2 separate regions of the Pan troglodytes genome follow, and region 2 is linked to region 1. A link is a contact called in public Hi-C data. All regions are on one chromosome and are shown on one strand. The core of a region is the stretch at or near the end of the contact, and the rest is flanking DNA. Distances in the headings are between cores, read along the strand shown. Region 1 overlaps LOC104007066 (a long non-coding RNA gene). Region 2 has its middle 670 kb from the start of QKI.

The links. A called contact is a pair of places that touch in the nucleus more often than the background predicts.
Region 2: a contact with region 1 is called in a Hi-C map of stem cell-derived neural progenitor cells, with 5 times the contacts expected there. The contact joins two enhancer-like sites.

The regions. Positions count from the first base shown.
Region 1 is chr5:176,029,079-176,032,919 of NHGRI_mPanTro3-v2.0_pri, forward strand. The region is part of intron 1 of LOC104007066 (a long non-coding RNA gene); the gene reads left to right. Among named protein-coding and RNA genes, the nearest start is that of QKI, 530 kb to the left of the region's middle. Within about 2 kb of position 1,898, at least 19 of the 24 cell types and tissues checked have an H3K27ac peak or open chromatin away from gene starts, as enhancers often do. A contact at or near this core is called in stem cell-derived neural progenitor cells, where this site is marked.
Region 2 is chr5:176,170,458-176,174,090 of NHGRI_mPanTro3-v2.0_pri, forward strand. No RefSeq gene overlaps it. Among named protein-coding and RNA genes, the nearest start is that of QKI, 670 kb to the left of the region's middle. Within about 2 kb of position 2,009, at least 14 of the 24 cell types and tissues checked have an H3K27ac peak or open chromatin away from gene starts, as enhancers often do. A contact at or near this core is called in stem cell-derived neural progenitor cells, where this site is marked.

The DNA.
Region 1 (3,841 bases), core at 648-3,147:
GACGGACAAATCATACTTCTTATTCACCAAAGCTCTAAATGGCTCTCAATCTTTAATAACTCCTTTCATGCCGTATATTCCAAGAAACCTTTCAAAATGGTAAGATTGCAGCTCAGTTACACATAAATAGGCTGAACTTTTTTTTACAAGTTTGAATTTAAATGATGAAAATTGACATTTTCATCTTGCAAAAGAAAATGAATTGCAGATCTCCTAAATACTTACAAACAAAATGCAAACGTCTTTGAATCTGAAAGCTTGCCTGTGAATGACAAGGGGGTTTTTGCCTGGGTAGACTTTGAAGCATTCTGTAAACCTTTTAAAGAAAGGAGTGCCTTTGAAACCTCAAAAACTTGTAGTACTAAATATTTTAGTGGTGATTTATGAACAGTGTTAAAAAATATGCCTTTTCTTTCATTAAAAAAAAAAGTTCTGACACTTAGCAAAATGGTGAGGATTTATGTGTTAAAATGTTTTGCATGGCAGCTTCTGAGTAATAGATTCATAAATATTTCCCTTTTTAAATTTAAAAGTAAAAGTAAATTAGAAAAAAACCCCACCAAATTAAAGGTATTCAGTTAAATAGAGAAGATGAACTTCGGATTTTCACCTGACCTCACAGTGTTTGAACACTGAACTACACCCGCTCATCAAAGGTAGGCAGGAATGACCCTCTAAAAGTTCCTCTCTGTCACCCTCCCTGTAGCGTATATACACGTGCACATGCACCCCAACAGAATACATCAACATTTTGACGATTTACTAAGTTTGCTTTAAAATCATGCTTTTCTCAACACTGACTATTTTCTATTTAGGTTATTACTATTAAAAAAAATATCTGGCCAGGTGCGGTGGCTCACACCTGTTGATCCCAGCACTTTGGGAGTCTGAGGTGGGTGGCTCACCTGAGGTCAGGAGTTCAAGACCAGCCTGACCAATATGGTGAAACCCCATCTCTACTTAAAAAAAAAAAAAAAATAGCCAGGTGTCGTCGCATGCGCCTGTAGTTCTAGCTACTCCAGAGGCTGAGACAGGAGAATGGCTTGAACCCAGAAAGCGGAGGTTGCAGTGAGCCGAGATCGGGCCACTGCACTCCAGCCTGGGCGACAGAGGGAGAGTGTGTCAAAAAAAAAAAAAAAATTCCCATGTGCCCAGAGCATTTTAGGCATATGAAAATGTAATTTAAAACTGATACACAATGATTGTGTGTTATGCAGGAAAAGAGTTAAGAAATAGTCCTCATGAGCTGCTTGAAGAGGGGATGAAAAATGAGACAAGAGACGAAAGGATGGCAGGGTCTTTCGGGCAGCGTGGGGGCTCCCCGTTGCCGGGTCCTTTTATGCTTTGTGATTGAATCCAGCCAGACCTCTGAGCACTCCTCTCCTTTTTGCTTGTGTGGCGATGGGGGTTGTCGCTGGGGAGAGGCAGAGGCAGGGGGAGTGAATGAGAAAAAAGAAAAGTTGGCCACACGAATACAATGCCAGAGACTGTGGTCCCAGTTCTATGGGGGAGAGCGAGGGGGAAGTTGCCGGAGCTCCACAACGCAGCTCTCGTTCCCATGGAAACCGATGTTTAGTGCTGAATGCCTCGCTTGACTCTGCATAGCCCCCTTCCTCTGTCTTTTTAAATCTCTGTTGGAGATGCGTTGTCTTCCTGGGTTTTTTTGTTTGTTTGTTTTGTTTTAATAAAAATAAAGACGATAGAGAAGAAAACACTTTCCGCCTCAAGACATCCCGTGGATAGGCTGATGACACATATCCTGGGTGGGTTTGAAATCTGGCTGGATCTCCCCAGATCTAAGATCTGGTACCTTGTCTTCCAGCCATGTACTGACAGGCCACCAAGAGCTGTGCCAGGCAGAGATTGGCAGACTAATTTGAATACCAATGCTGCTCTCGGCTGGCTTCCAGTTACAAGGCGGGGAGGCCCAGGAGGGCAGGCAGGGTGGGGACAGGGGTGGATTCAATAGAGGCTTCTGGGGGGAGAGGGGGAGTTCTCCCACCATTATGTGCTTCCTTCCTTCTCTTACTCCCATGCCCCTTCTCTGCTGGGTTATTGGCAAGTCTACTTTCTATTCTTCAAGGATTAATGCCTCAGTGCAAGAGGAAAATTGGCAATTAAAAATATCTCAAAGCCTGGGATTTCTGTCGCTTTATCGTTTTCCAGTTAGATTTCATCAGGATGCCACTGCACAGAGAAGTTTAGGGCTTTTGTTGTTGTTTGTCAAAGAGTTTAAAACTATGAGCAGGATGTTTTTATCTTTAGAGAAAAAAGACAGGCAACCTTTTGTGCTAATGGAGCTTAGCTAACATCTATAAGCAGGGAGAATTTCTAAGGGGAAAGTGAGTTACTATAATACTCTCTAACAAAAGAATCTGCTTATAAAAAATAAGATACTAGGTTCTTATCAGAACTGCTGAATATAAGTTATTTGGTACTTTTCCATATTTGAAATTTTTAAAAATCAGAGATTATATATACGTATGGAAATTCCTCTCACACCCCCCCAATAAAATATTTTAAATGTAAAAGATGATAAATGTGCATCTTTGCATTGTGAACTATCGTGTTGAAATAATTTCTCAGCTTCTGAGATTCTAATGAAATTCTCCAGGCAGGTTGAAGTGCTGAATCCCCTGGTGGAAGCTCTGGAGGAACCTTCCTCCCGTCCCCGTTGGCGGCTGGCAGGCTGTGGTGGTTTCGGGCAGGGAAGGGCCCCGCAGTGTCCCTCCTGTGGCCACACACACTCCTTTATTGCTCCAGCGCCCACCTGCTGCTTGCACTTGCGATTTGGGTGGCGTGATGCCAGTGACATCAGACAGGCCAGGGTATTGTCCCAGTCTCAGGGAAGATATAAGTTGTCACCATCAGTGAATATTTATTAGGTGTTCGTTGGCACAGGACTTCATGCAAGGAGTGATCAGCGGGAGACCAGGAAACACAGAGGAAGCCGGATCATTTTTGGGGTGCGAGGCGCCTTGTGCCGGTGATCACTTGTATGCCAGTTTTATTTCTTTGTAAGTGTGGAAAACGTGGCCCCCAATTTCTGCATCATTATTCTAACGAGGTTGGCAAAAGTCCTAGGCCTTTGTTACAGAGCGACAGCTTTTCTCTTTATATGATATTTTTGAGGTTTATTTATGGAAAGCCTTAAACATTATTTTTTTCATGATTATCCTTTAAACCTAGTGCATTATTACCTGGGAAAACTCAGGGAAGATTTCTTGTTCAGAACTAAGCAAAATAGTATTTACTGTAAGATGTAATGAAGCAGCCCAAGTGGGTTTTTATTTCTAGGCTGGTCACGGTCATAATAGTGACTTTGCCGAGTTTTGAAAACGTATCTGTAAAGAAGATTCAAGCTAGAAGAAAACACTAGTTATTGGAGGAAGTCTTTTACTGTGGGCAGCACGGAGGTCACCTTGTCTGTATGCCTGGGAGTTTTCTCCTTGCCCAGCCTATGAAATTAATGGTTTAATAGAGAGGGAAAGTTCAACCTCAAAATGTAAATCTTTAGCCCAGTTAATAGACACACTGGGGCACTGTATTAACTTGCATTTATATTCAAGCGGCGCGGTCACTCTGAAATCCTCCTCTGTGCCGGAAAGCAGCCTCTGCAGAAACTTGAAAGGGCCTAAAGCATGTGGGTTACTGGGTGAACCCCAAATAGTCAAACCAGTCAAACCAGTCTTTCCCAGCTCTAATTATCAGATGGAGCGGAACACTAGGTAAGAAGTGAGAAGCAGTGGAGTGAGGCGCTGGCTCCCTGAGGAGGAGCTGGGGAGGAAAGGGCTCATGGAGGGGCAATATTGCTTTGTCTGTCTGTGGACTGTGGATGGGG
Region 2 (3,633 bases), core at 759-3,258, 140 kb after region 1:
GGCAAAACTCCAGGATAATGTGAACCGCTCGAGAGACTGAAATTTAGGTCTCAATCGGAGTGGAAATTTTATCATATGAAAACTAAAGACACCTGTAATCCCAGCACTTTGGGAGGCCGAGGTTGGTGGATCACTTGAGGTCAGGAGTTTGAGACCAGCCTGGTCAACATAGTGAAACCCTGTCTCTACTAAAGATACAAAATTAGCCAGGTATGGTGGCGTATGCCTGTAATCCCAGCCACTTGGGAGGCTGAGGCAGGAGAATCGCTTGAACCCAGGAGGCGGAGGTTGCAGTTAGCTGAGATCGTGCCATTGCACTCCAACCTGGGCAACAAGAGTAAAACTCCATCAGAGAGAGAGAGAGAGAGAGAAAACTAAATAAAGAGTCCTAACGTTTAATGACTGGAAAGTAATGGCATCTGCCCCATCCAAGGACTAGGAGTGGGGATCCCACAGCTCATGTGTAGGAGAAGCACAAAGCCTTTTCTGGATAGTGTGCCAGTCAGTGAGTCCAGCCCGCTCAACACCCAGTCACCCTGCACCTGAGCGTGGGACATTCCCGTTACTCTGTGCCCATGAACAATCTCCAGACCCGCCTCAGAGTCCATGTCCTCTCCAGAGCCTGCCTTCGCCTTCCTCTTTGTCTCTTCTTTCCAACTCCTTGGCCTGAGCCATTGCTGCTGGTAGAAATAACATTGCCATTCCCTTCTTGAGGACTGTGTCTTCTGTGATTAGTGTCTAAGTTTTTCAAGGACTCTTGGCCTGGTGCATTTGTGTGTAACCACACGGAGAACATGGAGCTTGGACTATGGCTGATAACACTTTTGGGAAGGAGGTCAAGGACAGGATTAGAAGGCAGTAACCCAGGGCCCAGGAACTAGATGGGGCTCACATCCGTCAGATGCTGATGCTAGCAGGAAGAGCCCTGGGCAGCAGGAGACCGCGATCCATGCCTGCACGCTCAAGTCACCTCACCTGCTGGCCCCGGCTTTCATGGGGGCAGTTGTCTGGATTTTTCAGGAGCTGCTTTCTCAGACTGTTTGCAATCTGCTTTTTGATAGAATGGACACAAAACATATCGGAGACATGACATTCATTTTCTTTCAGGAGTTCAAGGTAATGTTATATTCTCTAGGGGAAGAAGGTACAGTAATGAATGTCTCTTTCTGTTTGTCATCGATTATTTTGAGTTGATTTGACACAGCTGACACCTTCGAGTTTCCAGTGAGGCCGTTTAACAATAGGGAGCTCAAGGACCTTGGGTATTCCAGGAAATGTGTCAGCGTGTTTTCTGCTCTCTTTCTACACAGGTCAAAAGTCCTTTTGAGACTTTTCGCTCCTTTCTTCTTCTTCTTCTTTTTGTCTTTCTTTTTGAGAGGCTAGACAGATTTTTGAAAGCTTCCTCTAAACTATGCAATTGGGTACATGTTCAAAAGCGAGACCTTATTTCTTGTGAGAACTTTGTTGCCCTCCCTCTCTTGTCATCCGTCAGAAGCGCAGAGCTTTTTCGGAAGCTTTGACTGTGAAGGATCACAAATTTGTTTCTCAAAGGCCCCTCCGCTGGCTCCTCCGGCCTCACGAGTCCCGTTCCCCGTGTGCTTCTGTCCTTGCCCAGCAGACACCAGCCCCGCCGCAGGCCAAACTGGCTCCGTTCCCCCTTTCATTCTTGTCCCTCTTTTCAATCTTTCTCTACTTTTTATGCAAAAAAAATGAAGTGTACCAGGCCCGGCGTTGCCATGGCAGTCATGGGGCTGCGTGCGGGCCTTCGGTGGATTTGAGCTCTAGACTTGGAAAAAAGTCATAATGCCCTCAAAGAAGCTGGAAGGAGAGAAAGAAAGAGGAGAAAAATAAAACAGGGAAACAGCCTGAGAGGGAGAGATCAGGAGAAAGAAGGGCAAAGCCCCGAAAATACATTCGAGGTGACATCACTGCCTTTCCCACAGAGGCCATTGACTTGGGAGGCCGCCCGGCCAGTGGCTGCCCTAAAGCCGGCTCTCCAGGGCCGCGGAGCCCTCGCTCCCTTCCTGAATGCCTTTTTTGTTGGGAAACAGTGGCCTGTTTCTGAAGGCCTGCATCAATGACTGAGTAATTCACTGCAGTTGCCAGGAAGTCGGAGCCACTTGTGAGCTAACAATAGTGAACTTTATCTCCCGCCCCACGCTGGAAGTTCCAGCTGTAGGTCCCGAATTCTAATAAGGGCTTTGCTCATGCCTCTGAGGTTATGGTAATATTTTATCCATCTTTTTTCATGAAGACACAGTCGCCGCTGCTATTGACAACCGGAGGCCAGCACTGAGGAGTGACGTGGGCAGGGGGCCAGGGGTGAGGGTGCCTGTGTCGGGGAAGATGGTGAAGAAAATTCAGAGGAAGGAGGAAAGAAAGCGGTTTTCCTATGAGCTCGACATGTTTTCTGTTTAATAGGAGACTCTAAACTGACGTAGAGGAGAGAAGAGAAAGATTTCACTGTGACCCATAAGTGCCTGGAGCGGAAAGATGGCTTCGGACATTTCCCGTGTTTCAGACGCTGCTCCTCCTCCTCCTCCTCAGCAGACGAACCGGCAGCCGAGGCTGACCACGTGCTCAGCATTAGTGTGAGGCTATGAGGTTCCTCTTTGCTCCCCCGTTTGTGGGCAAAGCCGATGTGTATTATTAAGTGATTCTGTATCCAGGTATCAGAGACCCCAATACCTTCTTTACATGATCGTTCTTAGCTAAGGGAAAACTAAGAATTTGCTCACTTCCTGCCTTGTGGGTTCTAAGGACACACCCCAACAAGTTCCTGTGACGGGGGGCTGGGTCACTGACCCCCTGAGCAACCCCGGAAGGACAATTTCTAGGGCCTGGTTACAGAGATGACAGGTGGCTTGAGAAGTCACTGTGTGCCACGTGCTTTCATGATTATTGTTTCAGTTAATCTGCATGACAACCCTGAGAGATAGTCATATTTTTCCATTTTGGATGTACCCGGCTAGTGTTCACGGTGCCCTGTTGCCTCTGCAGCAGAGCGCCGCATCCTCAGTTACTCAAGTCCCCGTTCAGGTTTCTCATGACCGTGGCTTCTTGTTGAGGGAGAAGTAGAAAAAAACGAGTAAAAAGGGATTGGGGAATCTCGTGGGTGTGGGGGAGGATGGCGCGGGCCTGACTTCTCATCTGCCTGCACACCCTTCCCACGAAAATAAACCAGTGAAACCACCTGTGAGCCACACGTGCAGTTCACTAGATGACAGAGGACACCACAATCTGCAAGATTACTTCAACACAGAGAAAGAGACCAAATTTCAGCTAAGCCCCTGTCACCACCACTGGGAGCTTCTGGGCAAGGGGTCGGCAAGGTTTATGTGACTTTGTGGGAAAAAAAAAAAGACAGGATGAGGGTGCCTTAGATGAGGCAAAGACCATCTGGCCTCAAAAAGAAAAATCCATTCCTGGATGCTGAAGGACTGGTGACGGATGGCTCAGGCCTTGGTAGTTCAGAGCAACAGCCACTTGGAAGGGACTTTGAACATGAGTCAGGCAGGAAGAGGCAGCCCCAGAGGTGGGCTTCTCCTGGAGAAGATGCACAAAGAAGGAATGGAAACCACCAGGGACATGTCATGAAGGAGAAGGGAGGAACCGAGGGGGACCTACAGAGAT